Regions from separate parts of the Mus musculus genome. Here region 2 is linked to region 1. Evidence: chromatin contacts called from public promoter capture Hi-C data. All regions are on one chromosome and are shown on one strand. The core of a region is the stretch at or near the end of the contact, and the rest is flanking DNA. Distances in the headings are between cores, read along the strand shown.

The links. Capture Hi-C pulls out chosen DNA fragments and counts their contacts.
Region 2: a promoter capture Hi-C map of liver shows a contact between it and region 1, with 2.5 times the contacts expected there. The contact joins the promoter of Coa3 here to the promoter of Kcnh4 in region 1. A contact is called at or near these places in 1 of 39 promoter capture datasets (liver), 3 of 115 datasets of contacts at active chromatin or transcription factors (craniofacial prominence, forebrain and pancreatic cancer cells) and 1 of 9 other capture datasets (liver).

What each region holds. Positions count from the first base shown.
Region 1 is chr11:100,757,997-100,761,214 of GRCm38.p6, forward strand. Kcnh4 (potassium voltage-gated channel, subfamily H (eag-related), member 4) reads right to left here and starts at 1,782. Exons shown (of 17, transcript NM_001081194.2): 1 at 1,534-1,782. The coding sequence starts at 1,609.
Region 2 is chr11:101,277,334-101,280,551 of GRCm38.p6, forward strand. Coa3 (cytochrome C oxidase assembly factor 3) reads right to left here and starts at 1,615. Exons shown (of 2, transcript NM_026618.2): 1 at 1,381-1,615; 2 at 637-1,119. The coding sequence starts at 1,594. The coding sequence ends at 1,007. Cntd1 (cyclin N-terminal domain containing 1) reads left to right here and starts at 1,870. Exons shown (of 7, transcript NM_026562.2): 1 at 1,870-2,147. The coding sequence starts at 1,973. Wnk4 (WNK lysine deficient protein kinase 4) reads left to right here. Exons shown (of 19, transcript NM_175638.3): 19 at 1-76.

The DNA of each region.
Region 1 (3,218 bases), core at 532-3,031:
GAAGGAACCCCAATGAGGCCGTGTGGTTCATGCTCCTACCTTCAAGCTGGAGAAGTGTGACTGCAGAAAGCAACTAAGAATGGAAAGGGCAGGGACTCCAGCACTCACTTCTACCACCTCATAATGTGGCCATACATAATGTGGCTTAAGGCCTCAGCTTTCTTATCTGCAAAGTGGGACACAATGTGCCTTTCCCTCCTGGATATGGGGTGTATCAGGTAACTTGGGAAGGAGGGCCTGCTGGCACTTAGAAGATTCTCCCCCACTCCCAATTCACTCAATTTTGGAAGCACATCCTTGGATACTACCCCAGCATCCTCTTTTAATGAGCAAGGACAAAGATTCTGATGATGTCACACTCTCTTATTGTTAAACCAAAAGGCAGAAAAATTTCCAAACTCATAAATGTGCTTAAAGTAAGGGAAAGACTGTGGAAGACACATCCCTCTTTCTTGCCTTCCAGGAAATGCCGACTTTTTGATATATATATATATATATATATATATATTTTTTTTTTAAGGAGTTTCAAAGGATCTGTTCCTTATGCGCAAAGTCAAACTGGAGAAGACATTGAGGTGTGAGCTGCAGCCACCCCAGCACCAGAACCTGAGTTGGCTCCCTCTAGTTTCAGTGGATTAGAGGTTTGGGGGTGGAGGGACACGCAGAGATAGGTTTAGTTGATGAGGTAGGAGGCACAAACAGTCCAAGGACCCTAGGAGAGGGTACTGTCAGGGGATGGGGTGTCTGATCGGGACACTGAGGGTTCCTAGGAAGCACTGGGTCCTGGGCACAGCCTACTTCTTCCATCCCAGGGCCCGTTGCCTCGGTGATTGGCGCTATGGAAACAAGAGAGGTTGGGGGGGGGGGTAGGGCCCTGGAGGCTCGGTTTCCGCCCTCGGCTACCGCTCCCCCACCCTCCTAATGCCGGCCAGGGTTTCGAAAAGGGACAAAGGAAGACCTAGGGGTTCCAGAGTTGGGAATGGCGGGAGAAGAGGCGGGGAAGGAGCTGTGCGGCTGTCCAGGGTGCTGAACTTCGGAACCCAGCTCAGGTGGGCTAGCAGGGAGTTTTCTCGTTCTCAAGTACTTGCCCCCGCTTTGCCTCGCCCACCTCACACAAAGATATCTCATGATTTGGGGGCGCGTGACCTTAATGCGGTTAGGTCTTGCCGAAGTCTGTTCTCTCTCTTTTCTGGGGCAGAGGCAGCTGCAGTCACCAGAGCACTTTGTCCCATCTCCACACCACAGATACCTCTATACACACTCCCAGCTCAGCTCTGCCCTGGTGTGGGTGGCTCCCAAGGCCCCTCCTCCGTCTTGTGGCACAAAGAGCCGCTTTTGCCTTGAGTCACACCCCCTAACCTTCCCCTCCACCCTCGGCGCTTCATGTCTTGATCTCCACTCTCAAGGGTTCTGCACCCCGTTTCTTTGCCACGGTTTTAGGAGATCCAGCACTCCATTCTCTCTCCTCTGATCTCACCACATCCAGATACCCACCCTGTCCCAAGGAGACTTGACCCAGCCGGCCCAACTCACGCGTGCCGTCAAAGCGGGTGGCGATGGTGTCCAGAAAGGTGTTTTGCGGGGCCAGCAACCCCTTCATGACCGGCATGGCCCCGGGTACGGATTCGAGGCGTTGCGCGGGCTGCGTTCAGCGCGGCCTGGCCGGAGGGGGCGCGCTACCGGCGGGGCCGGGGCGCCCCATGCGCCGGCCTGCCTCCTCCCCTCCTCTCGCCGCCGCTGCCTGTGTGCTCTGAACCTGTTAGTTCTAAGCTCTGCTCCGCAGCACTTCGAGAGCCGCCACCCCCACCCCGCCCCACCTCCCCACGGGTCAGGTTTTCCCCGGAGGGCTCGGCCCGCGCCCACCACGTGGCTCCGCACCGGGAGGGGCCGCCAGAGACACCCGAAGCCCTCCTCTGTGGCCCTCCTCCCAGAGGGGAGCGGCCCACGCGTGTCTCTTGGGGAGAGACTCGGAGACACGCCCACCATCCAGGCTTGAGGTGATGAAGTGGGACTGGAACGGTAGCCACGCCCTTCTTTCAGGGTGATCACGCCCCTACGCGTGGTTCCCTGGCTGCTCCAGTAGCTCCACCCCACGGGTTTCCCCGCGCGGCCCACGCTGCGACTGGTGTCTGGTTGACAGTGCCTCCTGCTGGAATTGGGATATTTTTCTTTCTTCCTTCCTTCCTTCCTTCCTTCCTTCCTTCCTTCCTTCCTTTCTTTCTTTCTTTCTTTCTTTCTTTCTTTCTTTCTTTTAAAAGGTTGTTTCATTTATATATTTTTGCATTTGTGTGTGTGTGTACATTTCTGTTCCAGTAGTGCAGATATGGAGGTCAGAGGCCAACTTTCTGAAGTCGGTTCTCTCACTTTGTGGGTCCCTAGGATGGAACTCAGTTCTTCAGTCTTGACAGCAAGATCTTTGTCCACTGAACCATCTTGCTGGCCCTGCTGTCTCTACTTTAGGATTTTACATTACTGTTGTAGGACTGCTACAGCAACGGGACACCGAATGTTGGCTTAAACGATTTTGGGATCTGGAAATCTGAGTTCAAGGTCAACTCAGGGCTGGATTCCTCTGAAGGCTGTGAAGAAGAGTCTCTTTCTTCCATACTCTCCCCTAGCTTCTCCCTTGGCTGGTGACCTGTGGCATTTCTTAGCTAGTGGGTACATTGCCCTGGTCTTTATTTCCATGTTCACGTGAGTTCTTCCTGTTTCTCCTAATCCCCTGTGTACCCTAATCCCCCCACCCCCACCCCGTTGTTGTTGTTGTTTTTTAAGAACACTACTTATACTGGATTACAGGTCTACCATACTCTGCTCCTGTCTCATTTTAGCTGACAACATTGGCAAGGTCACTTTCTAAATGCTGGGGGTGGGGTGGAGTGGGTTAATATTGCAGCGTGTGAATTTGGGGGAAGCACACTTCAACCTGCAATAGGCACCTTTGGCTGGAGCAGGAGACAAATCTTTGCCCATTCTCTGCTTAAAACCATCCCCAGACTTCTCATTCTATACAACAAGGTGTAACATCTGCTGCTCCTATGCAATGGCTGCACAAACTTACCCACCTCCTTCCCAGTGTGGCATTGCTCACACACCACGGTACAGTGGACCACACTATGGATGCTCTGGGAGGCTCCTCATGAAAGCTCAGATGCCTTGCTTCTTCTGCAGCCTTACATCCAGCCCTTGCCAGGTGGACTCTGTGCCCTTGTATTGGA
Region 2 (3,218 bases), core at 365-2,864, 520 kb after region 1:
CAGCTGGGAGAGTGGAGGGGCTGTGCTCCTGCCACCAAAGTCAACAGCAACCAATAAAAATACTGAGGAGAAAGGCTGTGGGTCTGTATCTGTCATGCCTTAGGGACGGGGTGGGGGACAAAGACTTGTGAAGCAGGCAAGAAGGGTGAGGAACTCGAAGCCATTCTCCTCTCACAATGGAAGGCAGGATGGAAGCGGCCCAGCTTTCTGGCTTTTTGCCACCAGGTCATGAGGAAACTACATGACCAAATGATCCAATGGCCAAGGCATGATCCCCTCCAGACCCCACCCTAGGCCTGTATAGGCAGGTACCAGTAAATGTTAAAAGAATGAAGTTACTCCTTGCTCATCCTTCACCTACCAAGCTAGAGACAGGAAAAGGCCCGTGCCATTAAGAGTCTGTTCTTGAAGGCAGAGAACAGAAGAGTGACCTTCTTCTACCCCCTAAGACCTGGGTCAGTCTCAAACAGTCCAGTAATCTCTCCCTTAAATCAGGTGGAAAGATCTCACGGAAAAAGTAATTCTAGTTAAACATTTACAGCTCCCTGGGGCAATGCCACCGCTGCAGCTAGTGCCAGGGAGCTTTCCAGCGTGAAGTGCCATATGTCTCTCTGCCCCCACACACTAGCTTGGCTTCGGGAGACATGACTCATTTTATTACTTTAACTTGACCCTATCTTTCCCACTTTAAGGTTCCAACGCTGCAGTTAAGCCACACCCTCCCCCTTAAGAGTCGGGGCCCCTGGGAGGTGAAGGGGTAAACCACAAAGTTTGGGTAAAGGCAAGGTTGCATACCTCTCAAACAAGGAAATAAAAAGGGCTGAGTAACTGGACAAACTGCACGTGAAGTGAGCAATCCCCCCCTTGGCAGCGGCCAAATGCATAGTCTCTGGCTTCTTGGGCTCAATCACACAGTCCGACGTTAGTGTGCCAGTGATGCTGTAAGACCACCAGGCATCATTCAACATATACAGGGGATCCAGCAGTTTGAAGATGGTCCATACAGTTAGGGTCCCGAAGCTCGCTCTCTCTCAAGAGCACGGGCTCGGGCAGCTTTGGCTTCATCTTCCAGCTCATCAAGGAAACGCTCTTGGGCCACCGAGTAGAAGGTGTAACCATCTGACGGAGTGGGTTCAGGAAACCACAAAGCACATGGGCATTCCTTTCGTCTAGCCACCCTTGCTGTTTTCCCAAATTAATGATTTTGGATTGCCACCCTTTTGCTCCTTTTGAACCCTTAACCAATTGTTATTACTAAGCCAATACGCGCTGCGTATATATAGTAAGATTAGGCATGAACCTCATTTGCCCGCACATTAAAAGCTACACGTCTTGTTCCCTTTTCCCTAACCCCATATGCGGTATAGCCAGGACGGATACAAATAGCTAACACCAGGGCCCCGATGCCCAGGCCGGTCATGATGTTCCGGGTCCGCCGCTGTGGCAGTGTTTTCTGCCACTGGGCAAGTTGCACCTGCCGCATAAACTGCAACTGCGCTGGGGTCAATTTCTCCCGCGACGGGTCGATGCGCTGAGCGAATGGAGCATTTCCATTCTTAGCATTCAGAGGGTCACCAGCTCCAGGGGCCGCCATGTTGCTGCTCCGCCCTAAGCCGTCAAGCCCGGAACTCGCCAGGAATTGTAGTCTTTGACTTCAGCAAGGAACTCTGGGAGCTGTAGTCCACGTGGAGTTTTCTGGGTAGAGGCAGGGTCTCTCCGCCCTAGAGGAGGGACAGGAAAGGTGAAAAGCGCCCTGCTTTCTGATTGGCTGAGCTCTCTGTGTCAGTTGGGGCGCGAAAAGCTGTTGACCGTTCGAAGCCGTGGTGGACATTATGTTTTTTCTCAGATTCGAAGCGAGGGCAAACATATAGAAAGGGAAGGAAGAATCCAAGGTGTGGCAGAAGATTCTGGAAATAAGCTAAGGAGGCCAGTTTATGGATCCCGTAAACTGTCCAAGTACTCCGAAAGACTTATGAATATGGAAGGACCCTTGAGGCCCAGGCTGGTGAACTGTAGTGACTTTCAGTTCGGAGTGGTTACCACAGAGACTATCGAAAACGCCCTGCTTCACTTGGCCCAGCAGAACGAGCAAGCCGTGAAGGAGGCTGCGGGACGGACGGGCAGCTTCAGGGAGACCCGGATCGTGGGTGTGGATGCAGAGTGGGGAGTCAGGTTTACGGGAGGCAGGGGAGCGTTGATCTTTGTTTTTCACTCAAATATTTTGCTAGTACTCTTGTTGTGCGAGGTCGTGGGGCTTATAAGCGATGAACGAGGCTTACTAGCACTCTTTTTTTTATTTCTTAACCCCCACTTCCCTGCACCACTCCCCACGTGCCTTTTTTTATTTTTATTTTTAAAGACAAAGTCTCACTGTGGAGTCATGACCTGGAACACTCTCTGTAGCTTAGGCTGGCCTGGAATTGACAGATGTTCTGACTCCCAGATGCTGGGATTAAAAGCACACGGCATCATGGGGAGTCCCCCCCCTTTTAAAATTAATGTATGTCTGTATGAGGGTATCCAATCACCTGAAACTGAGGTTATAGACAGCTGTGAGCTGCCATATGGGTGCTGGGAATTGAACCCTGGTCCTCTAGAAGGGTAGCCAGTGCTTCTAACTGCTTGAGCCATCTCTCCACCACCAGCCCCCTTTACTCTTCTTTCCATAAACGTGTTTAGAGTGCTTATCATTTACATTGCCTGGTATAGAAAGAGGGAACTGCAATCTAGCCATTGCTCTCAAACTATGTAGTCTTTAGGTGGGAATTGTTAACATATGAGCAAGTGGATACAAATAACGGTTAGAGTGATTGACACAGAGAATACAAGCTACTATGAGAATTTAAAGGAGTGGTAAGATGAGGTCCAGGGATTGAATGATACCATGAATAAAACTTGGGAAAACAAGAGGGAGGCTGGGAGCGGAGGGTTTAGTTGTCCAGGTTGACCAGAGCATATGGAGAAGCAATAGAGAGTAAGGCCAGGAAAGTAGTTTGGAGACATTCCAAGCAGAGGTCTGAATGTCTGTCAGGGGAGAGAACTTTATACTTGTTTTAGCAGGAAAAAAGAAGAATTGAGAATTATAGGCAGTTGTGAGCCACCTGATGTGGGTGCTGGGAATTGAACCCAGGTTTTCTGGAAGACCTGCCAGTGCTCTTAACTGCTAAGCCATCTCTGCTGAGCGAAGCCACTGAAATGTAAATGAGGGGGCCAATGTG